Linked DNA regions of Mus musculus: regions 2, 3, 4 and 5 are each linked to region 1. The links are chromatin contacts, called in public HiCAR-type, HiChIP or PLAC-seq, Micro-C and promoter capture Hi-C maps. All regions are on one chromosome and are shown on one strand. The core of a region is the stretch at or near the end of the contact, and the rest is flanking DNA. Distances in the headings are between cores, read along the strand shown. Region 1 holds the start of Frmd6 (FERM domain containing 6). Region 2 holds the start of Trim9 (tripartite motif-containing 9). Region 3 has its middle 11 kb from the start of Gm32219. Region 4 holds the start of Tomm20l (translocase of outer mitochondrial membrane 20-like). Region 5 has its middle 27 kb from the start of Gm32219.

Region 1 (4,811 bases), core at 1,432-3,931:
TTAAAATAACATTAAAGCGACTTTGGAGAAAGCCCATGAAATTCAGACTTCAATTCAGAAACAGGCCTATGGGATAATTTGTGGATGCCATCTGGGATCCAGACAGCCTCATCAACAAAAGGCAAACTTGTTGAGATCACCCAAACCTACAATTCACATACATTTCTACATCTGGACTGAATTAATCTCTTCTTGGTACTGGCTTTCATGTAATAAAATAATTGTTTGCAGGTTTTATTTAAAAAAAAGAAAAAGAAAGAAAACACGGCTCTAGAAATCAAAACGTAAAACATTCAAGTTGAAAACTACAAAGAATTCTTTTATCAGAAACTTAGTTGTGAGACAGGAGTCATTTACACAGAACTCTTAAAAACTGAGGACTCTGTCCAAAACAATTCTATTTGAAACCTGCATTCCAAGCAACTGCCACAAAAGGCTACACAGCCCATTATGTCATAAGTTCTGAAAGCCAAAAGCTTTATAAGCATAGTTAAATGTGGAATGGTCTCCAACAGCCCCCAATTCAGCCAACCCAGTTGAATGGCAGATTTTTAAAAAACCTGTATAGCATACGGGAGCATTTTGTTTTAAAAGGAGGGCTTCCAGCCTGCCCGTGTTGCTTTCGGGTATTTTCCTGTAAAGCTCGGGGTATCTCAAATCTACACCCTCAGACTGTGTATCTGAAACTGATGTCTTAACCCCTGCTAACCCCAAAAAGGAAGCGATGGGAAAGTCAGAAGATTTGCCTGGCTCAAAATGTTTTGAGCCCTGCAAGAGCTGTGACTGTGTCAGATCGCAGGTATTTCTGTAAGCCACTCAAAGCTGGTAGGTGGGCGGGGAAAGGGGGGGTAGTTCTTATTACAGTCAGTCTGCTTTCTGGAGAAGATATCCTGCAGATAACTTGATATAGGATATCCCCGGGGGGACCCTCGCCATCCAATAATCTACCAGAGGTCTCCTTTACTATAAAATATTAAGTGAGTATGTTTATAAACATACCCTCCCCTTAAAACCCTCACATTTCCATGTCAACCACCTCCAGTTGTGGAGTATTCTCATTTTTAACGTAAAACTATAATTTCTCAAAACCACACCCAAGGAAAATGATTAGGTGCTAGAAGTTTTACTACAAAGGACCGAAGCAAAAGGCATCTGTTTTCCTGCTCCATTCTGCTCTCTTCCCCTCCCCCACTCTCCATCCTGCAAGCCATTTGTAGGTCTTGGCTGTTACAACTTTCTACAGCACTCTCAATGCTCTAGATTCGGGATAAGAGAAAACAAACAAACAAAAACTCTTTTTGTCCTTTCAACAAAGTCGGGCCTAAATTTATGCTCTGTTCTTAAGAAAACTCAAAAGTCACAGGCCTTTTAAATGACAGATGTATTACGGAAAATTTTCCCCACAGAGTTTTTGATGCTGTGAAATATCAACTCCCTGAAACCACAGAAAGGAAATGACTTACATTCTTGGAAAATGAAGCCACTAGCAGTTTTCTCCAAAAGCATTCTCTAATCCCCAAACTACACACTGTGGCAACAGTGGGTATTTCGTGCAAAAACTAAATGTAGGTGGATGCTTCGAAGACCGGTAAACAAACACCACTCGGTCCAAAGAAAGGGGGGAATCATGCGTGGAAAATCTGGCAAGGTACGCTTTCCCTTCCACGTTCAAACGCGCCGAGAATCCTTGCACAAGTTTTCCTTCCTCGCAGTGGGCACTACACAGCTCCCGGGGTGCAATGCTAGCAAAACAGACTGGCCGCTTATATAAATAAATAAACAAATCCCCCAAAGGTGTAAGGGGGCCACTGAGCCAGAATTTCTTCCGACACTAGCCACACAACTGTACGGTCTGAAAATTGTTCCAGCTTTTATCTCAACTTTAAATGTGCTTGCTTTGACAGCTTTCCATCCATTCCTGCCTTTAAGAAAGCGCTCCACCATCAGGCTAAGCCATTCTAGAACTCCAAGTGTTGTTTAAATCCTGTAGACTTCACTTGGGTGGCCCCGAGCTGTCCACATCCCCGCTTTCCCGGAGGGGAGGCTAGTGGTCTCCTTTACCTGGTCGTGTTAAGTTCCTCCAGAAACCAAAATTCTGCAGGCCGCACCCGGGACTCGTGTGTCCCCAAGGCCCCCTTCAGGGTTTCCCACACTAGGCACTGGCGGGGATACCGGACAGACGCGCTGGGGTGCCTTCCCGAAGTGGGCTGTCCGGCCTGCGCGCACAACAGGCAATACCGCACATCGCTCGGGTACGCGGGACTCACGGCTCGTCCCAGCTAGTTACGGACGGGGCGCTACAGGCAGGCACCCCTCGAGCCAGAGTCTCGGAGATCGGGGCGCAGGAACGCAGAGCCCAGCCCCCTAGCTCCGCGCTTCCCTCGCGGCCGAGGCTGCCCGGGGGCCCCGGGCCTCCCGCCCCGGCGTGGGCGAGCTCCAACTCGCGGAGAGGCGACCTGCCCGCCCGGTGCCCGACGCCCAGAGCCCCGTGAGAAAGAAGAAAGACGCCGAGAGCGGCAAAGCCGGGAATCGCACTTTAGACCAGCAGGGGGCACAGCGGCGGCCAGGGCGCGCCGTCCCAGAAAGGGGGCCAGCAGGCCGGCGCCCGCTCCCGCGCGTACCTCCAAAGTCGACAGCGCCAGGCTTCCGACTCACAACCGGCGTCTGCTCCAGCGGCGCCGAGCCTACTCGCAGCTCCCAGCACTCCTGCTGCCGCCAGACCAACGCTGCAGCTGCCCCGCCCCCCGCCCACGCCTTCCGCTCCGCCCCCTCGAGTTCACGCCCACGGCCCGCCCGAGACACGCCCTCCCTGCTCGAGGCCCCGCCCCGCCCCAAATTGAAGGCGGAGACCGAGCAGCGGAAGAAGCAGAGAGCTGGGGTGATCGCGGCTGCACGTGGAGCGCTGCCCCCCCCCGCCCCGCCCCGCTCCGCCCCGGACCCAACCAAGAGTCCTGCGGAGGGGTGAAGAGACCCAGGGACCAGGGGACGCGGGTGACATCGGATAACCGAGTCGGGCTCAAGTGGGTTATATAGAGTGAGATATGCTTTGCATGCCTTTCCCAAAGGGACAGAGGCTTCGGTGCGAGGGTAATAGACTGTCCGCCCTCCCCTCCTTCGGAATGGTCCCCTTCTCCGCTCATGCCCCCCCCCCCCCCATCCTCCCGCACACCCTAGTCCCTAGCCTCTCCCTCACAGGCCTAGACGGGTTACCTGGGGGTGGTTGTTTTACGTGAGCTGCGGCTTAATAAATCTGAACTGGGGCGGCCCCTGCGAGAAGAGGAGATTTCGTGATTCCTCTATCCCCCTCCCGTCAGGCGCCCACTTCGACCTCACGGTTTTTATCCTGCATGTGGGCTGTGAGTGCCGCCTAAGCCCATCCGCCCCCGCTCAGTCTGTCTCCCCAGGTTGAAACAGCCGCTGCCTGTGGCCCTCAAAATGATGTGTACCCTTGGTGAAGGTTGCCGGCTTGGCTGTGAGCAGTGCAAAAGACAGCCCTAGAAGATTTCAATAACCCCAAAGATCCCAAGAGGAATGGAGGGTTCTTTGCTCCTTTTGGTAGTCGGGTAAAGAAGCGAAGTCCACTTGTTTGTGCTGCACCTATCTGGACCTGCTTAGGTGTCTAGCAGCTTAAGTGTGTGTGTGTGGTGGGGGCACTGCCACCCACAGTTACAAGCTTCTAAGTGTTTTGTGGATGGTGCTGCTCCAGTGAGGAGAATCTGAGATTCTAGCTTTTTCATGTAGGTGCAGACACCTGAGGAAGAACACTTGATACCCCATAGAAGCTGTATTTGAAATAGCTGATTGCTGTGATTAAACACCAAACCAAACCAAAGCGTTTATTTCTGCACACAGCTCTCAAGTCACACTGCGTCGCTGAGGGAAATCAAGACAAGAACTCAATGCAGAAACCCGGCATGGCCGTGGAAAAGTGTTTCTTACCGGCCAGGCTCAGCTTGCTTCTTTATGTATGTAGGACCACCAAGCCAGGGACTGTAGCCCCTCTCCCTTCCATGTGAGCTGGGCCCTTTGACATCAATCATCAATTAGAAAATTCACCAAAGGCCAGTGTGGTTGGGGGCAGGTCTCAAGAGTTGAAGTTCCCTCTTCCCAAATAATCTAGCTTGTGTCAAATTGACATAAAAACTAGCCAGCCAGCCTGGTGGGCCATGGTGGCGCAGACCTTTAATCCCAACCCACAGGAGGCAGAGATGGGCAGGTGGATCTCTGAGTTTGAGGCCAGCCTGGTCTACAGAGTGAGTTCCAGGACAGCCAGGACTACACAGAGAAACCTTGTCTTGGAAACAAAACAAAACAAACAAAAGACTCCAAAACAACTATCCAGCAGACCTTTCAATTGCCTTTCCATTTTGGAGACCGTGAATAGTAAGTTGTTGCTGGCTTCCACAAGTGTGAGCACGTACAAAAAAAGATATTTTTCTCTCTTTTTATATTTACTCCGGATGAGTGCAAATTGGGTATTAATTGGTAATCAACTGCTGTCTAATGAGATAAACCAGCATACAAACAAGAAACATAGTACTATTTTGGAAAAAAGTTTCCTAAATCTGACTTATTTTCAGGTTTCATATATGAGAATCTAGCAGAGAAAAAAACCCCAGCATATTGTTAGACTGTGAAACATAACTGTGATTATAAAGCAATTAGGTAACCCAAAGAGCAAAGTATCTTATGGAGCTTTTTTTAAAAAAAGAAAGTGTGAGATCAGACTTATTGTCCAGGGCTAGATTGTGGTAAAATTTACTATGTGAAATTTTTTTTTTCTGAATTGTAATGGTCATATTAACAGTGTG
Region 2 (4,811 bases), core at 1,542-4,041, 480 kb after region 1:
GGTCCTGTCTTAGTTAGGGTTTCTATTGCCGTGAAGAGACCATAACCATGGCAACTCTTATACAGGAAGACACTTCACCAGGGCTGGCTTACAGATTCAGAGGTTTAGTCCATGATGGTGGAAAGCAAGGCAGCACACAGGCAAACTGTTAGGTGCTGAAGAAGGAGCCTCCAAACCTCCTCTCCACACACACACACCCATGCATCGAAAGACAAATGGCTCTAAACGAGAACATGGAGTGATATCAGAAAATACTTCCTTCCTTGTGTTTGTTCTTTAGCTCAGAGAGAATACGGAATTAGTCATCAAGCAGTACAGTTGAAAAAAAAATACAAATGCAATTGTATCTTTCATCAGAAAACATTCATCTTCCCTCTAAAAGTGGAAACGCTGCCAGCGCACTTCTAATTTGCTCAACTCATTGCTAAAGAGCATCATTTGGGTGAATGGTAAGCTTCATGGGGCCACATCCGGCATTTTCAAACTGAGAACATCTGCAGTCATTACCAAGAATGAGGGAACTACAGGACCAGCAATCCCACACTCCAGGGCTCAGTCAACCGCCAGCTGGGACAGAAAAATTAGTCTCCCTGTGGGCTGGCATTTCTACAAGGTCACCAATTGCATTCAGATTTTTTTTATGCCCCTTAAAAGATAACTTGGGGTGGTGGGCTTTAAAGCACACCTTGGACAAGTAGTACAACATGAGAGAACATCTTCAAAGGCCTAACAAAAACAGAAATTAATTTTAAAAATGTTAAACTCTCAGAGAAGCTAAGCAGGATAGCAAAAGATTAACATTTCAGGTTCGTTACACCAGAACCTCACAAAATATGGACTATTTACTTGGTGAATGAAGAAAAGGAGCTACAACCTTCCCGCTCTTGGGTTCCAACCCTAGCCTCACCGGTGCTGGATCGTGAGAGGTTCCTCTGGTTTTCTTAGCTTCAGATCACTAATCTGACAAGTGGCAATAACTGTGCCCATGTGGTCATATTACAGGGACTGGCTCAAGTCGTGATGCCAGGAAGAGGAGACTTCCCAACAAACGGCAGTCATCTGGAAAGCTCTCTAGGAGGGATCGATGTGCTAGTTCCTGACCAAATAGATCTAACAGTTAATTCACCTCAAGCTATTTCCTAATTGACCAACTGTTCTATAAATCTGTATCGGATTGAGGCTATTTGTGTCTGACACCAAATCAGACCATTGGACATGCCCTCAAACTACCCACCCTTTCCCGTGAACCAAGCATAGCCTGTCTGCTAATCACCAGACCTCTTACATGGTATTCTGTGGTAGGCAAAACCCAGACTTGGGAAGAATGACACTCTTTACTTTGCTAGCCAAGGTTTCTCTGACTTGCGCAGGTGAATACAAAATACACGAAAGGATTGTAACATACACGGGCATGGATGCCCCTTTCTTCTTAAGAATTAACTACTTAACATGAGCAAAGTGTCTTTGGACTAATAGTCTATATATCCTGCACTAATATAGATGATGCCCCAATCAAATCTTAAGAAACACTTTGCCTATAAACAGACTGCATATAACATTAGCAGCTCCGGTCTCAACTAATTAAAATGTGGGTTAGGAATAAACCCTGTAGGATCTGTGACTAACATAGTTTTAAATAACAATGTGAATTTTCCTCCCACACAACCAATGATCAACTACTGTAATCATTGTGCTAAAAAATATATTTGCAAGATAATTCAATTTATTTGTACTATTTCTCCAAAATCAAGATTATAGAAAGTACTTCTTTTCTCTGGGAAAAAAAAAAGTGCTTTTAAATTATAAAGTAAGCTATGAATAATTGTTATCTTCTGGAAATTGAAAATTTGGAAGATCCCACGAACTTGAAAACCATTTTTGTCACTTGCTTCATGAATCACTCGGAAAATTAACTATGTATGCTCCCAAGATAAATTACTTCCTTGGAATGTCACTAGATTCAAAGATTCTCCCCCATTGAGTAGCAGGCTGATATCTTTATTCAAAGATTCTATCATTGTCATCATTTCAAGGGTTATACAGGCAAGAGGCAGGACTTATTATCTCTAGCACCGTTTGGGGGAAAGAGAAATCGGTTAGAATATAAGGGCTATCACTGGATCCCTCGTTATCTTACAGAAGCAGAAATAATATCCCACCCCTCTTCTGGAATTTATGGTAGATGCTAAGGGCATGTGACATTGGATAATATTGTTTGGAATCTTCAGTACCATAGCGATTCGTTCACATAGCTAGTTAACAACCGATAAACACTCAGAAATACACAAACACTGCCTGACTCAACTCAACTAACCTTCCTGGGGCCTCTCGAAAACTGGGGGATGGAGCTTCGGGAGGTTGGGGAGGGTGAGAGGTACCTTTGCTCCAAGGCGTAGGGCCTCCGCACATTTAAAGCATGTAGCGATGGTGGCACAGCTTTTGGGGGAATGCTGAGCCTTTGCCTCGGGTAGGGAAAAAGCTACCAGGGATGCAGAAAGGGGACACTGCAGCCATGGCACACCACCATCTTCCCTAAACACCAGAGATGCGGGCGCTCCAGCTGCTTCTGAGGGTTGGAGAAAAGCCCAAAAGGCTCCAGGAAGGCTCGGGGGAGGTGCTGGCTCTACGCCAGCAGCGGAAGGAGAAGGGGTGGGTCGGCATGCAGACCAAAGCTGGAAGGCAAGCGCCAAGCGCTGGCGACAGGCAGCAGCAGCCCACTCGCGACCGGGAGGGGTTCTCACGCCCCCTGCTCCGGGGTGACTGCACCCGAGCTCAGAAGGAAGCGTGGAGGGGGGTAGGAAAGGATGAATCATCCCGCCCCACTTCTTCTCGGCTTGCGCCAGCCCCCTCCTAAAATCCCGCAGCAGCCAGCAGGCGATGCCGGGGCTCCAGCTCCGACTCATAGAGCCCTCAGCGACCTGCAGAGGAGAGGAGACGGACAAGGCGGGAGGCCAATAAGAAAGCAGCTCTCACGGCCACCGTCCGATGAGCCTCCGCTCCCTGGCGGGGCGGGGCTAGCAGTGGGAAGGGGGCGGACCCGGGCTGGCGCGCAGCGCGGAGGCTCGGTGGCTCACAGAGAGAGCGCATCCTGGGGAGTCGGCGCCTAGGCGACCGGGGAAGGCGCCACCACCGCCGCCGCTGGCCAAGGTGCTGGCCACCACAGGCCCATCGGCTGCTTCGCCAGGTCAGGCCCCCTCCGCCGCAGCCGCTGCTGCCTCGCTTCCAGCCAGGTCCCCATGGAAGAGATGGAAGAAGAGTTAAAATGCCCTGTGTGTGGCTCCTTCTATCGGGAGCCCATCATCTTGCCCTGCTCTCACAATTTATGTCAGGCGTGCGCCCGCAACATCCTGGTGCAGACCCCGGAGTCCGAGTCCCCCCAGAGCCGCCGGGCCTCGGGCTCTGGGGTTTCTGACTATGATTATCTGGACCTGGACAAGATGAGCCTGTACAGCGAGGCGGACAGCGGCTATGGCTCCTACGGAGGTTTCGCCAGCGCCCCCACTACCCCGTGCCAGAAGTCGCCCAACGGCGTCCGCGTTTTCCCCCCTGCTATGCCGCCACCGCCCACCCACCTGTCACCGGCTTTGGCCCCTGTGCCCCGCAATTCCTGCATCACCTGCCCCCAGTGCCACCGCAGCCTCATTCTGGATGACCGGGGGCTCCGCGGTTTCCCCAAGAACCGCGTCCTGGAAGGGGTCATCGACCGCTACCAACAGAGCAAAGCCGCGGCCCTCAAGTGCCAGCTCTGCGAGAAGGCGCCCAAGGAAGCCACGGTCATGTGTGAACAGTGCGATGTCTTCTACTGCGACCCTTGCCGTCTGCGCTGCCACCCGCCCCGGGGTCCCCTAGCCAAACACCGTCTGGTGCCCCCGGCCCAGGGCCGCGTCAGCCGGCGGCTGAGCCCGCGCAAGGTCTCCACCTGCACAGACCACGAGCTGGAGAACCACAGCATGTACTGCGTGCAATGCAAGATGCCCGTGTGCTACCAGTGCCTAGAGGAGGGCAAACACTCCAGCCACGAAGTCAAGGCTTTGGGGGCTATGTGGAAATTGCACAAGGTGAGTCCTATGCAACCCACCCCTGACTCCCCGCGCCCTAGGGTCCTCCAGATTTGCAGCACTCGGTCCCTCCTAGGGTGACAGCGCATCCCAGTGGGGGCGCAGTGCAAGTGCCTTCGGCGTCTGCCTTGAGATCTGGTGCATTGCAGGAGGCTCAGGGGACGTTTGAGGCGACGCAGGGAAGTTGAAGGTCTCCAGAGAGTGGTTGTAGGAATACCTTAGCACGGGTCTCCCTTCCCATGCATTCTGCCTGTGAGCTGGGCCTAAGATGCCCCCTCTTTAGTCTGCAGCCTATCTATGGTCGCCACCACCATAGGGCAAAGCCTACTTGGTTTGACGGAGGCTCGCGGGTGGCAGAGGCCTCCGGGCATGCGCCTCTACAGGGTGGGCTGAGGGCTTGGGAGACTAGGGCAGGTCGGGGCAGTGGGGTTGGGTAGACCTCAGGGGGCTATCTCAGCAAAGGAGACAGAAGCCCTGATGCACAGCGGGGGCGGGGAGAGACTCCGTGGCTGGAATACTGATGAGTTGGCTCTGAGCTGGACCTGACTCTGCTGAAAGAGAAGCAGGTCTGGGTGCCCAGAACTCCTGTGGTCCTATGGCATACAGTCTAGGCCTTAACCCTCGAGGGTGGGGACCTAAGGCTGAAGCAGAAGGACCAGAGTTTTCTGAGCGGTCGCGTACTAAAACCATCCTTCTCTCCAAACCTTTATTCCACCAGGGTTCAAACCTTTTCCCTTTCAGTAGCTGCGTGTA
Region 3 (4,811 bases), core at 705-3,204, 300 kb after region 1:
TTCTCTGCTTGGCTCTGGGATCCTACAATGGTTGATTACTAGCATCTCTCAGAAGTCCATGTAATAAAGTCTTGGGCACCAGGCTAGCATTGTTGGGATAATGTGAAGGGTATCTGAGTTATTGAGTGCACCCCAGGTCTGTTTGTGGATCTGCACAGTTGTTTTACTGAAGTTGTGGGTTGAAGATGACAGAGGCTGCTGGCTGAAAATGAGGGAAGTATTGGTACAATGTATTTGTACTTCCAAATTTCAGCTTCTCCTTCAAAATCTGGAAAGGAAGCCCGTCAAGAGAGATCATGTTAAATAAAGTATTAACTTGAACACCTGCTTTTGTGCAGAAACAGCTACCAATGTATTTCCATCCTGACCCGGTCAACAGTTCTGCCAATTACTTGAATGACTACAGATGTTGACACGTTAAAAACATTAGCAGACTACATGAAGCTGGAACTGAGTTGTTGGCGTGTGTAATTTAGGTGATGGAGTTATGATCCAAAGCTGGAGTCATGGATTGGAATAATGAGTTCACTCTAAACGATCAACGTGCAGCATTTGGATCTAAAGGTAAATTGCACAATCTTGGGATGGTAGAACCTCCAATAACAGCATGTATAAAAAGTCTCCATGTTTCTCTATTGACACGAATTGCTATTAGTCAACCGTGGGATACAGCAGCCAACTGAGTTAAAGAAATGCCAATCTGTCCATATGAGAACCTGCTGTGGGGCATGGCACGGAGCTCACGGACTTTTTGTCCAGCAGTGTGCAAAGCTATGAGCTCAGTTTGGTGTGTTACTTGAGTATCTAGTCAGAAGAGCCTGGCCAGAGGAGAATAATAGGATTGTTAATAGAACAAGAACATCCAAGGAGCAGGTGGAGGGGCTGAGACAAAGTAACTCGGAGGATAGAGACCAGACTGGGGAATGTGGAGTGGACTGTGGAGTGCAGTCTTTGGGTAGCCACATCTATGGGGTAGAGGAGGAAGAAACTTGTGTTGAAGAAGGCAGAACAGGAGAAAGCATGTAGGGATGTTGACTTTAACTCACAGTGGAGAAGAAAATCTGGTGAAAGTTAAGTCTCTTGTAGAGTTTGTCAAAAAGAGATTTGCAACAACAAAAAGTAGACTTACCAATGCTCCCAGTTTATCCAAGATTCAGGGAATTTTTCTAAGACTTGGGATTTTGAGTAGTTATACCAGAATAATCCCAAGCAGACCTGTATAAACTATCTGTCTGATCAAAATTTTGCTTTAATTGCCCTACTCTCTGAGAGCTTCTATGATTTCTAAAAAAGAAAGAAATGCTTTTCCCCAGAAAAGTCTCAGACAAAGATATAATCCACAGACAGTGTTTTTGGCTCCAATCCAGGCTAATTTAATCACACAGGACTTTTTAATGTTCCTTAAGTGCTTGTCCCACATCGGTGTCTGAGCTGGGAGGTCACCGCTGGTGGAGTCATTACCTCCAATTGTATCAAACAATCAGGTGAACACTTCCTTCCCTGCTAAAGTCATCCATTAACATTAATGAGGTTTAAAAAAAAGAAAACGGAAAAAAAAAACCCAAATGCTGTACTTTTCATAAGAAGTCACAATGGATGATGTCTTGATTGTTCAAATTACTGCTCTAAAGAGGAGGTGAACCTGAGAGCTGTCGGTCAGATGGTTCTGTCACAGTGAAGTTTCATGTGGATTGTACACAACCAAAGAACTCTTTGTGCTCAATGTGTCCTTTGGAAACTCGGCTCTGTTCTCTTTTAATCACCCATTATATTTGTAATTCTGCTCTGAACTTACTAAACCAAACTGCAACCCTGTAGGTCTGCTCATTCTCGAAGGCTCAGGGTTTGTGTATTTAGAACAAGGCCTTCACAGGGAGGCTTTGTCCCTTGGAGTTCTTCCTGGTGGCAGGCCACCTTCCCTTTCTAGTGGCTCAACCTTAGGGAAACCATGAGATACTCTCGCCGGGGTTTGCCAACTTCCTCAAGCCTTTCCCATAACACAGTTGATAAAGCCATGTGAATAGAGTCCTTTGAAAAGCAAGGAGCAGCTGCTTGTGCAATCTAGCTTTCCATCTCTTACAAAACAAATACAAGAGAAAGCTGGTGGGATGGTAGAGTGGGTAGGGTTGCTCACCCACAGACCTCTCTCTCACGTACATACACACACACACACACACACACACACACACAGAGAGAGAGAGAGAGACAGACAGACAGAGAGAGAGAGAGAGAGAGAGAGAGAGCATAAGATGAATAAATATAGGAAACGTTTTTTTAAATCTCTAAGACACCCAATTTATAGCCAGGAAAGATCTATTTAGAAACTTGTGGTTTCAGAGTTTTCAAACCACAGAAGAATATGGTGCAGCCCTTGAGAAGACATACCTATTACTGGATCTACAACCTCCCTCACTGTGCCCATAAACATTGCTCTGGAACATGAGACTGAACACGGGACTCTGATTTTTCTGCCCTGCCATTCAAAATGGTTTACAATGGAAGCCAGAAATGAGAACATTTTAATACATACTGAACTTTTCATCCAAAATCCCTTTGAAACTTGTTATTGACCCAGTGGTAAATATTGGAAATTCGTTGTTCAAGTTCAGAAAGGCTCATCAAAGATAAATAGCATGTATTCCCAACCACGATAGTAATCCTTACTTTGTCTTGCAAAATTCCAGTCCCGTTTAAACTCTCCTGGGAACTGCTGGCCTTTTTCTGGGTTTGCATCTGAAATTGTCAAAGGGATAAAGGTGGAGTCCCTCTTCGAAAACGACTGGTTACTTCTCTCCATATTTAGTTTCTCCCACATGCACTATCTCACATCCTTCAGAAAGAAGGAATGTGATTTGATCTCCTTACCATTTCCCATGATCAGGATGAAGGTGGTTGATCATAGAATGGAAATCTATTATCCAGGGTGAAGGTACAAACTAGAATCGAGAACTATGTGCTTCTGGTGGTAAAAGAATGTGAGGAGACATAACATGTGGGAACTGTGCTCTAATGCCAGGAACAGAAGAAGGTAATCAGAGCCTGGGGGATTGAAAAGATTTCAAGGGACTATGGCAGATAAGACATAGAACACTTTGTTTTGCCTTGGCACAGGCTGCCACATAGACGGCTAGGCAAACAGAAACCCATCAGGCGCACACAGGCACATGCCAGAACACATGAACATGAGCAGGCAAGGATACTCATGTAGACTGGCATGGAGAACATAGGTGAGTAGTTCACGGGACTACTGACAGACACACACAGGCAGACCAGTAAGGACAAAAGCTAAGTTTCTGACCTCAAGGTCGAATTAATACAATGTGCACACAAAAGCAACGTTCTGACAGAAATAGTTATATATAATAGATTACATCATTGCTTGCTTTTATGTTTCCTTGGCATCTAGTGTCAGCCAGTCTAGCTGAGTAATAAGATTTATACTGTCTATCAGGAAATTCCTCTTTGCGAGTACCGGGGCTTTACTGAGTTCATATAGCCTCATCTTGCTGCTCAATGGCTTTCTACATCTGTTGGGTTCTCCTCTAAGCTGTCCTATCCATGACACGCACTGCCCTTGGCCTATATCCCTCCTGTCACCTGCAGTTCACCCCCTGCCTCCGTTTCCTTGTCTCATTATTAACCCTTCAATCAGTTGTTTTATTTAAATTTGTGCAAAAAAATATTATCCCTGGGCAGCCAAACTCGTCTTTCTTTATGCCATTTAATATGAAAGGCTTTATAAAAAATAATATGTATAGTTCACAGTTATGACTTAATTATGTTGGAAGGAACAGCCACCAAACTGCTGTTTGGTTTGCAACATTTTCCTTCATGGCTTCCTCAAAGTGACTGAAACACACAGCCGATGCCATCACATCCTTTTCTCTGTTAAGAGTTTTGTCCATCTTCCCTGTATAAACCCCAAAGCAAGAAGGGCACACTGCCTTTGGCTTTTCACTCACCCACAAAGTCAGTGCAGGTTCTGACTTTAGAATCTAAACTGAAAGTGGGACGAGATGCGTTCCCATATCTGGGGCAATCTCCCGAACTGTGCTGCTCCTCCTTTCTCCTCCTGTTCCTCCTCTTTCTCCTCCTGCTCCTCTTCTTCCTCCTCCTGCTCCTCCTCCTGCTCCTCCTGTTGTTCCTCCTCCTCCTCCTCTTGCTCCTCCTCCTGCTCCTCCTGTTGTTCCTCCTCCTCCTCCTCTTGCTCCTCCTCCTGCTCCTCCGCTTGCTCCTCCTGCTTCTCCCCTCCTTTTTCCTGCTCCTTTTTTTCCTCCTGTTTCATCTTTTTAGTTCTCAGAGATTGCACAAAGCTAGATATCTCACATCATTATATACAAAGACATTGCAGAGACAACAAAGTTTGAATAATTGTATCTGCTTCAGTGTGTGTGTGTGTGTGTGTGTGTGTGTGTGTGTGTGTGTGTACATAAATGTGTAAAACATAGCAAAAAATGCAGCACTGAGAAGAGCACTGTTTTGGTAGGACTCTGAGGCCAGTGAGGAACTCGTATGATTTCTTCAATAAACTCATACTACTAAGAGGTGCCAATCTTTTACTATAACCAAAGATGGTTGTGTTGTAAACTGACCTTGTGGTTTTCACTGTTAGACTCTTACAGCCAAATCATTAAAGATAACAATTAGCACACCTCTAGATATCGGTAAATTCTCAGTTTAACTCTGGAGGTGTTTCCTTCCAGATTTCCTTTTCTCTCAGCAAGAAAGCTGTTTTGCCCATGGGATGTTTACAAAGTGTACTGCCTTCACCAGCATACCAACTTGTCCATAGTTTCACATTCCATGGTTTT
Region 4 (4,811 bases), core at 1,039-3,538, 290 kb before region 1:
ATCAGGCCTGGCACATCCCCTATTTTGCTCCCCTATGCATGTGTAGCACCTTCAATCCTAAAGGTTTCCCTGGTACCACGTCTCACCTTCCATAGCATTCCTGCCTCAGATCAACGGCAGCCCCAAAGCCTTATGTAGGAAAAATTGGATTTTTCCAAAACTGTCAACAATATTCCCTGTGAAGACATGTTTTCTGAGCCCTGTCTCTCTGTTCGGACTTGGAGTCTAGTTCCTTTCTGCTCGAAATCGAGCAGCCCTCAGTGCTGTGGAAAGAGTTGCTTCCTGGCACGTTCCTATCTCTGCATGCGCTTCAACACTGTTGTTCTCTTCCGGTGTCCAGTGAATATACAGTATTCAGCCCCTGACTGCTTGCCCCTGGGAATGCAGCCCAGCATATGATGAGGACCCACAAACTACATGACAAGGTCACATGCAGGAGCATGCGAACAGTTCCAGCTAAGTGAACACTCAGCATCAACTGGCAGGCGTGATGGGATGTGCTTTCAAGATAACCGACTCAACATAACTCCCCGGAGCCAGCCCCGCCACTGTGGAGCAACTGTGTTATTCTCCGCCCAAACCTGCTCAGACTGCAGATTCAGGAGCCAAGCACTAAGGAGAGCAAGCTTAACCCAACAGTAAGCAACCTGAGTAGCCACTGTGCTAATTCCACACTGGAAAGGTTCTGTCTCTCTCCAGGCTCTTGTTACATTGGCTGGCTTTGGGAGCCTACTCCCTTCTATTGCTGTCCTCCGCCAGACATGTCTCACACATAATAGGACCTTAAGTAGGCACAAGCTGATCACCTGAAAGATGGGAAGGTGAGAGTTCTCATGCGCTTTTAGGCTCATGTGAGTTAACAAAAGCTGGACCAATAGCCAAGATGACCGAATCCTCTTTAAAAATAACTAATAAGGGAGAGGGCTGAAGAGGGTGGCTTGGTAGTCAGGAACACTGGTTGCTCTTCCTGAGGACCAAGGTTCAATTCCCGGCATCTGTACCGCAGCTCACAACTTTCTTAGCTCCAGTCCCAGGCGATCAGATGCTCTCTTCTGACCCCTAAATGCTACCATTGATAGCCACATATGGCTGGGAAAACATCCATACACACTAGAATAAGAGGCAGTTTTTAAAAGTGACTAATACAGACAGTATTAATTCATCAGGTTAAAAAGCACTTTCCAGCAAACCTGACCCCCTGAGTTAGACACATGGGACCAGCGACAGAAGTGACTGGACCTCACAAGTTGTCCTCTGACCATCACATATGGGCCATCTTCCTCCTCTGTCTAAAAAATAATAATCACCATCAAAACCCAACTAGTCAATCATAATCTATGTTGGCCTGGGGGGCCTAGGCATCCTGTGAGGATATGAGAAGGACCAAGTTTCTCTTCTTTCTTCTAAGTTAAAAAAAAAAAAAAGAGTGCCCGTCCCTACCACATGTAATTTACAGATGCCTTTCTCTCTCTAACAGTGTTCTCTTTGGCCCAGGCTAACCTTGAACTCCCTCCTGTCTCAGCCTCCCAAGCGATGATTCTGCACACTGAGTATCAAGCCCTGTTTATACTTAAAAACAAAACATAAACAATAAGAAAAACTTTTTTTTTAAATGTGTATGGGTGTTTTGCCAGCATGTATGTCTGCAACCATGTGCATCTCTGTCGCTTCCTGGAGGACAGAAGAGGGTGACAGATCCCTTGGGATTGGAGTTACAGATGGTTGTGAGCTACCCTGTGGGTGCTGGCAATCAAACCTGAGTCCTCTGAAAGAGCAGCCAACCCTCTTGGCCGCTGAGCCATCCCACCAGATCTTCATAATGTGTCCTTACCAGACCCACTTTTCCTTTCTTTCCTTCCCCTTTATAATTAGAAGGTTAAAACTTTATAAAGCAGGTGTGCCACACTGGCAGGCCTCTTCTCCCTGGGCTTCTAGAAGGTTCCTTGGCGGGTCTGCTGCACCTCACCTGCCTGGCGGGCGCCTGGGCCTTGGGCTGTCCAGCTCTTCTCTCTGCAAACACAGGCACGAGCTGGCTGGGAAAGCCAGGTAGCATGGACACGGGTGACCGGGGCACCGGTTTGGGAACCAGCCCGGGCTTGGCCGCCCTCCCTCCCGCCGACCGCACTGGCACTCACTGTCCTGCAGGCGGCGGCGGAATGCGGGGTCTCGGTGCCGCCTCCAGTCCAGGTAGACGCAGTAGCTGAGTAGGACGACCGCGCCGCCCGCTGCCAAGCCCGCCAGGAGACCGACGCCAAGACGGACGCTGGGCATTGGGTTGCCCTGCGAGCGTTGGGCACGGGCCAGCCACACGTGAGCAAACCCCGGGTCCCGAACCCAGGACTCGGGAATTCTGAGCCTTCTCCAGCCTGACAAGACCATTTCCTGTGGCCAGGGCATGCAGTGTCCTTGGGTCGCCTGGATTTCCCTTGCACTTCAATTGGCCCCACGTTATCTCAACTTAGCCCTGGTCAGGCTGGCCAGCCTCCTCCTGTAGGTCCCCAGAACACTCACAATCCAAGTTCTCCACCCACCATAACTCAGGAGAGGGAAAGGAATCGGAAGTAATAATATAGAAGAAAAGCAAACAAAATCATTTTGCCGGTGCTTTTCCCTTTATGTTTGTTTTATTCAGCAAACACAACAAAAGAATACACAGATTTTGTCTCAAAGATCATAAAGGCATTACAAAGCTAAACCTTGTTGTTTTCGTCGTTGTTTTTCAGAGACAGGTTTTCTCTGTAGCAGTGGCTGTCCTGGAACTCACTCTGTAAACCAGGCTGGCCTAGCCTCTGCCTCCCTGAGCACTGATGCTGGGATTAAATTCGTTTGTAATTTACATGTATGGCTGTTTGCCTGTAGGTGTATATCCATGTGTGATGGGCATGCTCAATGCCTACAAAAGAAGGTGTCTGGTCCCTGGAACTGGAGTTACTGACAGTTGTGAACAACCATGTGTACACTGGTAAACCCTTGCCCTCTACAAGAGCAACAAATGCTCTAAACCACCAAGCCATCTCTCCTAGGCCTGTTTTAATTCTTTACTTTGTTTGTTTGCTTGCTTGCTTGTTTTTGTTGAGACAGGGTTTCTCTGTGTAGCCCTGGCTGTCCTGGAGCTCACTCTGTAGACCAGGCTGGCCTGGAACTCAGAAATCCACCTGCCTCTGCCTCCCCAAGTGCTGGGATTCAAGGCGTGCGCCACCACCACCCAGTCTGCTTTAATTTTCAACCGTCCATGTAGCTCATGGTGGCCTGAAACTCTCCATCCTCCTGCCTCAGTTCCAAAGTCCTTAAATAGTTTTTGTTGTGCATTATTCAACTGTACTTACTAATTCACTGTTAACTACCATTATTGTCATAGCAAGGCACCCTATCTGCCCTGAATACCAGTGAGATTAAGAAGTCCCTGTCCTTGGTCTTAGACGTAGTGAAAGTTACACACTGCTTTCCTGAATAGTGCATGTTCTTCCTATGATAACTAAAGTCTTCTATTTGCAAAAGTTTATTATAAAAACAAAAACTGGCTGTCATTACAGGACAACGTCATGGTCTGTTGTAGCTGGGACTGTTGTGTGACAACATTTTCCCTGGGGAGACAACACACACATTTCCTCACCTCAGGTAGAAGTCCTACAACTGACCTAAGTACAAACACCACCGAAATCCAACTTGGTGAACCAGTGAGTTTTTATTGGAGTTACAGGAGTCGGGGTTCGGGGCCAAAGGAGCAGGAATGACTCAGAGACATCTGCATCCCCACAGCCCACTCCAGCACGGGTGACAGCCCACAAAGCAGGGGACCTGGAGCATACTGCACAGCCTGCAGGCAGCTCACCAGGGGGGAGTGGCCTTTCCAGGTGACTCAGTTGGTCTGAACTTCCAGGCATGTCTTCTCTGTAGCTCAGCTTCCTTCTATCTGAGGGAGTCCCAGTTTTTGTGTTGCTGACTGTGGCAGGGAGAGGCATAGTGAATCTGGGCTTCCAAACGGAAGGTCCTCATGTTTGCACAGCAAAGTACTTTACCTACTGAGGCACTTCCCCAGTCCCCCTGGGGGGACTGGCTTTTGATTGAGTGATGTAGCCAGCTCCAAATGGTGCTTGTTAAGGCTGGCTGGAACTTCTACCACCACGAGCCTGCCTACAGTATATTGTGGTCCTTCCCTTTCACGATCTCCAGGGTGAGTCTCTAGGGTAAGAGAAAGGACTGGGGCCTGAGACATGTGTTCGGGTGGGAAGGGAACAGTGCTAAAGAAAGGATGGACAACTACCAAAGAAATGAGATATAAACAGTGTCATTTAAGTTAAAATTACCACAGATCATGAAGAAAATGGTCAAAAAAATTCAGGCAAGTCTCTGTGGTAAACGTGGAGATTTCATCTTAGATGCCGAGACCACTCCTGCTAATTTGGTGCGGGTAAGCCCCTATGAAGCTTTATCACATTCATTTACATTTTCAAACTAAGATTGTATCAACCCTCCTAATGCTGCGACCCTTTAATACCAACCATAAAATCATTGTCTTCCTTTTTTTCTTCCTTTTTTTTTTTTCTTACCAAAGCAAATTATTTTCATTGTTACATTGTAACTGTAATTTTGTGACTGTTACCACTCAACCAAAGCTTGGTTCTACACTAAATAACTGACTCTTTTTTTGTGTGTTTTGTTTTGATTTGGTTTGGTTTTTTTTTTTTTTTTTTGAGACAGGGTTTCTCTGTATAGCCCTGGCTGTCCTGGAACTCACTTTGTAGACCAGGCTGGCCTTGAACTCAGAAATCTGCCTGCCTCTACCTCCCAAGTGCTGGGATTAAAAGCAT
Region 5 (4,811 bases), core at 631-3,130, 260 kb after region 1:
ACTCAGAATTGGTACTGTCTGTCTGTCTGTCTGTCTGTCTGTCTGTCTGTCTGTTTTGAAAGCTCTCTGGTAACATTAGAGTGCAGTCATCACGGAGACAGTCCTCTGAGCTCTGGAATTTTCTGATTCCCTGACTTTAATGACAACTCTTGCAGGCCAAACAGTCAAGAGTTATTTCCAAGTCCATTCTGTGTATCAACTTGGCTCAGACCTCTTTCTCCCTACAGAAACAGTGAAGCATCTCGAGTCATGCAAGCTAAAAAGGAGACCCCAACACTTACAGCCATGCACCGTAAACAGGTTGAATAACAGAATGAACGAACTCATTCCTTAATGTTCCTCAGGCCAGCGCTGAATACCCAGAGGCATTGAGTAAATTTTCTCTGCACAAGAATATTAAGCTGTTCTGTAATTTTTATTTTAAAATGTTATTTTTAAAGACCCTCTTAATCTCTCAATCCAAACCAAAAAAAAAGTTATATCTTTTTTGTTTACTTGTTTATTTTGTGATTGTTGTTATGGGGAACATATGTATGGGTGTGTGCACTTTTGTGTGCGTGCCCATGGATAAAGAGGTCATAGGTCAACCCAGGTGTTGTTCCTCAGGAGTCGTCCACCTTGTTCTTTTGAGACAGACTCTCTCACAGGAATCTGGAACTACATGATTAGGCTGGCTGGCTGGCAAACTCCAGCACAATCCTCCTGTTGCTGTCTTTCCAGTGTTGGGATTATAAGCACAAGCCATCACGCCCAGCTTTTAATGTAAGTGCTGGGGATAGAACTCAGGACTCCTCACGCTTGTGGGCCAAGTGCAGTTCCCACTTAGCTACCTTCCCAGTTCTGACTCTGCAAAGGTATGTGTGAGAGTCCTCTTAATCCCTCATGCTTGCTGCCCACCCAGCCACATCTGGCCAACTGAGGCCCTTGTCACTGAGGTTTCCATCCTCTAGCCCACAGTTTCTCAGCCCTCTTGGAGGAGTCCAGTGGCCCTTTCACAGGGGTAACCTAAGACCACCAGAAAACACAGATATCTGCATTATGGGTCATGGGGGGAGAAAGGCAAGAATAGAGATCAATCCGGCTACCCTAAACAAGATACCTCACTGTTTGCTGAGCAGTGCCCCCGATGTCTGGATGTGTTTTCTGTGCCAGAGTGGAGCTGTGAACTGCAAAGGCATCCTCTTTACAGATGACAAAACTGAGCAGGAGAGAGGCCGAGTCATGCCCAGGTCACACAGCTAGCAAAGAGCCAAGCTGGGATTCAGACTGTTTGAGTGACCTCAGAGTTCGAGTCATTTCTTTATGTTGTATCTTGACTCTCCGGCCTTTGATAGAACCCCCAAAAATGTATGTCTTGGAACATACTACTCGGAGCTCTTCCCCCACCTCCTTTTTAGCTTCTCATTGCAAAATAAAACTCATACAAAGAAAATCAAACAAAGCACAGCTTAGTGATGTGTTACAAGGAGAACCCTCCCCCTTCCCCATCACCCTCAAAACACCATGTGGTATCCTATTCTGGTAAATGCCCTCCACTCCTAACAAAACTCCCCACCACTCTGACTTCCAAAGTGCAATATGCTCATCGTTTCTTATGCTCTTGGAACATAAAGGTGCATCCCTAACACGAGAGTATTTATCTGATCGTAGTGTTGACCTGTCTCTTAAGCACCTCCTGTTCAAAAGGTTCCCTTTCTTAATACTTACTGGGCATTCGACCTTCTGCCCCTGCTGGTTGCAAGGCCTGGCACAAATCACCATGCTTTCTGCCTTCCCGATTTCCTCAAATAGGAGCTGGTGAGTCTTGTTTGGGCTTTGGCAAGACTCTGGGTGGTGATTTGACCTCTCATCCCAAGCCAGGGAATGTCTGGTAGTTTCTTTCTTTCTCATGAGAGCGGGTGTGGATGCACTATGCCAAGACGTGTTCATTCAGACTGGAGTACAAGACAGTGTGGGAGCCAGTCCTTTCATTCCCATCTCACTGATTAGTTATTCTATTGGAACATGCTCATAAAAAAGGGCTTTTCCTTAAAACACACACTGGGAAACCATAACATACAAGCAAAAGACCAGTGAGACATTAAAAAAAAAAGCCATATAAGACAAAAAGTCTACAGAAATACCATTGAGCTTTTTTTGTGTTGACCATTTACTGCTGGAATAGGGTCTTCTCTTAAGTATGGTTAGTATACCTGGTAAGACGTCGTTAGTTTTTTTGTTTTTTCTTTGTTTTGTTTTGTCTTTTCCTTTTCTGTCTTTCTTTTTTTCTTTTATTCTGTTTTTACTATAGTTGTCTGTTTGCTTTATAAAGAGACAGAGAAAGGACATGGATTTAGGGTGGATGGGCAGGGTCTGGGAGGGGTTAGTGGAGGAGAAACTGTGATCAGAATATATTATATAAGATTGTTTGTCAACAAAAATGCTAAAAAAAAAATAAGGTTTCCTTGTTTGTCGTTACTTAGTAGGACAAACACCTATGAAAAGTAGACCAAATATTTTGTTCTTTTCATTTATCTATGATTTCCCCCAAAATCAGCCGAATCCCTTTATCTTCTGAAGAGATCACTTTTTAACATTGAGTCATTCATTAGCATCTGCAGAGGACTGGCTCCAGGAGCACCCATGGGTACCAGAATCCGCAGATGCTCAAGTCCCTTAAGGGAAATGCAAGGCCATGGCACACAAGCTGTGCACATTCTCGGAACTACTTCAGATCGTGGTATTACAGCCCTGATGCAAACAGGGTGCTGGGTAAATGGCCACTCCCTTGCATCATTTACGGAGTGAGTTCAAGAAATAAAGCATGGCTGGGCAGTGGTGGCACATGCCTTTAATCCTAGCACTTGGGAGGCAGAGGCAGGCGGATTTCTGAGTTCGAGGCTAGCTTGGTCTATAGAGTGAGTTCCAGGCTACCCTGTCTCGAAAACCCAAAATAAATAAATAAATAAAAAGCATGGCAGGTGCAAGTTGTTTCTTCTTCGTTCTTTTTAATCCACAGCTAATTGAATCCACAGATATGAATCACAGATAGAGGACCAAATGTCCCTTTATGAAAAAATTTCAAATTAATTGATGAGATTCAAATAATTGCAATTATTCTTCTCAAAACTCAAACTTTCCCTTCTTTGGTCAGTGGGCATCTCTTCGAGTCAACTCCGGATGTTTCTGATGTGATCTTGTGGTTCCTAAAAGTTTCCCTGAATAGCTACCAGGACAAAATAAGAAACATCTTGTACATTTCACATCCCAAACCAAGAAATGTCTATTGTTCTAGCATCCTTTAGGGAGAACTGGCACCTCAGGATCACATCTTTATGCTTAGGGATGCCATGACCCCTGAATTGGTTATTGCTTTTGAGCCTTGTTGATAAATGGAGCCAGAAAATCCAGGCATGCACACCATACACAACCAATATGCACATACTACATGCCTTTTGCATGTATGCTACATCTAAAACAAAGGAATTTTATTTGGATGATACATTTGTGCTCACTGCTAGTCTAGAGTCCCATGAGCACAGTCCACTATTTGACATGCAGTGGACCGTCGTAATGTTTTAAAAGGCTTAGGGAGAAAGGAAAATAATTCTTCAATTCCATTAGAAAATCAGTCTATGACTCCCTTTAGTGTTCTCTCTCTCCTCCCTCTCCCTCCCTTCCTCCCCTTCCCTTCTTCCATCTCTCCCTTCCTCCCATTTTAGTTAAGAAGTCCTCCCATTTTAGTTAAGAAGTGTCTGCTATGAAGATACCATATTTAATAGTCCATTTTGACTTTCCGAAAAACATCACCAAATAATCATTATGTATGCGTGTGTGTGTGTGTGTGTGTGTTCATGCGTGTGTGTGCATGCGTGTGTGTGTGTGTGTGTGGTCGGGAGGTTCTGCTGGAGACACGGGCTGCTTCTCAGAAGAAAAGCCAGCCCACCCACACTTTGCCCTTACACTGAAAGCTGGCTACTTGCATGTCCAGACTGAAGAATGTTCTGCACAGATCAATAACAATGCACCTCTTCATGAAGGGAATTAACAAGTATGACCGTGAATCCTAATTTTGGCTGAAATAATAGGCTATAAAAGAAGTAGAAGGGGTTTGGAGGAGCACTAGATTAGGAACGATAAGAAGCAGGAACATGGGACGGCTTCTGTAAGAGGAGTCAACTTCTCTTTCACATTAATGGTAGCTGAAGAAAGACTGCTTTAAGACAATGTGCTCAGGTTAGCAGGCCCAGCGTCTAAGCACCACATGGCACAGTTCATGCAGAAGTCTTGCATGCTGCAATGCACTATGCAAGCAAAACCAACTATATGATTATTAGATTTTATTTAATTAAATTCAAAACCTCTTCTTTTATGATTCTCTTAGTCAAGCCTGTGTGCCCTTGCACGTCCTTTTCAAATGAAAGGCACAGGGATTTGAGAGCACCCAGGCTGACTGCCTCAGTGTGCTCACAGGGACAACAAGAGAATGACTGTGATCATCATTATCTTCATAAAAGAACGAGCTGGAGGTTGAAATGGGGCCAGCCTCCCAGACTTCCCACCAAGAGAAAGCACAGGCCCAATCCTCATAGACACACAAGTGCATACATGCCCTTCGTTGTTTACTGGAATTCAGGCCACAGGGAGTTTAAATAGAGAGGCAGCCGGTCTCCAGAAAGTTCTAGAGAGTATAATATGCTGCAGTGGGGTACTGGGACGGTGAGGAGCTAAAAAGGAAGGCAGGAAAAATACGTGTGATATATCAGGGAAACTGAAAACAAAGGAGAGTTTTTAAAGACGTAAACAAAGAAAAGAATGTGGAAGGACCTCTC

What was found. A called contact is a pair of places that touch in the nucleus more often than the background predicts. HiCAR-type assays count read pairs that join an accessible place to other places. HiChIP or PLAC-seq counts read pairs in DNA pulled down with a chosen protein or histone mark. Capture Hi-C pulls out chosen DNA fragments and counts their contacts.
Region 2: a Micro-C map of embryonic stem cells shows a contact between it and region 1, with 9 times the contacts expected there. The contact joins the promoter of Trim9 here to the promoter of Frmd6 in region 1. A contact is called at or near these places in 11 of 39 promoter capture datasets (the HPC-7 cell line, cranial neural crest, embryonic stem cells and 6 more), 6 of 484 Hi-C or Micro-C datasets (cerebral cortex, embryonic stem cells and nephron progenitors) and 3 of 115 datasets of contacts at active chromatin or transcription factors (astrocytes, embryonic stem cells and stem cell-derived neural progenitor cells).
Region 3: a contact with region 1 is called in an H3K27ac HiChIP or PLAC-seq map of embryonic stem cells, with 7 read pairs. The contact joins the enhancer-like site here to the promoter of Frmd6 in region 1. A contact is called at or near these places in 12 of 39 promoter capture datasets (the C10 cell line, cranial neural crest, embryonic stem cells and 5 more), 7 of 484 Hi-C or Micro-C datasets (the C2C12 cell line, the HL-1 cell line, cranial neural crest and 3 more), 19 of 115 datasets of contacts at active chromatin or transcription factors (acute myeloid leukemia, craniofacial prominence, embryonic basal ganglia and 14 more) and 2 of 9 other capture datasets (adipose tissue and embryonic stem cells).
Region 4: a contact with region 1 is called in a promoter capture Hi-C map of liver. The contact joins the promoter of Tomm20l here to the promoter of Frmd6 in region 1. A contact is called at or near these places in 2 of 39 promoter capture datasets (liver and pre-B cells) and 1 of 9 other capture datasets (liver).
Region 5: a HiCAR-type map of astrocytes shows a contact between it and region 1, with 2.2 times the contacts expected there. The contact joins the enhancer-like site here to the promoter of Frmd6 in region 1. A contact is called at or near these places in 4 of 39 promoter capture datasets (the C10 cell line, cranial neural crest, embryonic stem cells and 1 more), 1 of 15 datasets of contacts at CTCF or cohesin (the NIH/3T3 cell line), 5 of 484 Hi-C or Micro-C datasets (the N1E-115 cell line, nephron progenitors and uterus) and 20 of 115 datasets of contacts at active chromatin or transcription factors (the NIH/3T3 cell line, astrocytes, cardiomyocytes and 14 more).

Annotation. Positions count from the first base shown.
Region 1 is chr12:70,823,384-70,828,194 of GRCm38.p6, reverse strand. Frmd6 (FERM domain containing 6) reads right to left here and starts at 2,681. Exons shown (of 14, transcript NM_028127.3): 1 at 2,622-2,681.
Region 2 is chr12:70,345,594-70,350,404 of GRCm38.p6, reverse strand. It overlaps Trim9 (tripartite motif-containing 9), which reads left to right and starts at 2,791. Exons shown (of 14, transcript NM_001286388.1): 1 at 2,791-4,058. The coding sequence starts at 3,237.
Region 3 is chr12:70,522,069-70,526,879 of GRCm38.p6, reverse strand. No RefSeq gene overlaps it. Among named protein-coding and RNA genes, the nearest start is that of Gm32219, 11 kb to the left of the region's middle. Within about 2 kb of position 1,954, at least 23 of the 459 cell types and tissues checked have an H3K27ac peak or open chromatin away from gene starts, as enhancers often do. A contact at or near this core is called in the C2C12 cell line and the HL-1 cell line, where this site is marked.
Region 4 is chr12:71,108,905-71,113,715 of GRCm38.p6, reverse strand. It overlaps Tomm20l (translocase of outer mitochondrial membrane 20-like), which reads right to left and starts at 2,288. Exons shown (of 5, transcript NM_029227.1): 1 at 2,136-2,288; 2 at 1,967-2,010. The coding sequence starts at 2,271. Gm32906 (a long non-coding RNA gene) reads left to right here. Exons shown (of 3, transcript XR_381662.3): 2 at 341-638; 3 at 2,023-2,965.
Region 5 is chr12:70,560,695-70,565,505 of GRCm38.p6, reverse strand. No RefSeq gene overlaps it. Among named protein-coding and RNA genes, the nearest start is that of Gm32219, 27 kb to the right of the region's middle. Within about 2 kb of position 1,880, at least 1 of the 459 cell types and tissues checked has an H3K27ac peak or open chromatin away from gene starts, as enhancers often do. A contact at or near this core is called in astrocytes, where this site is marked.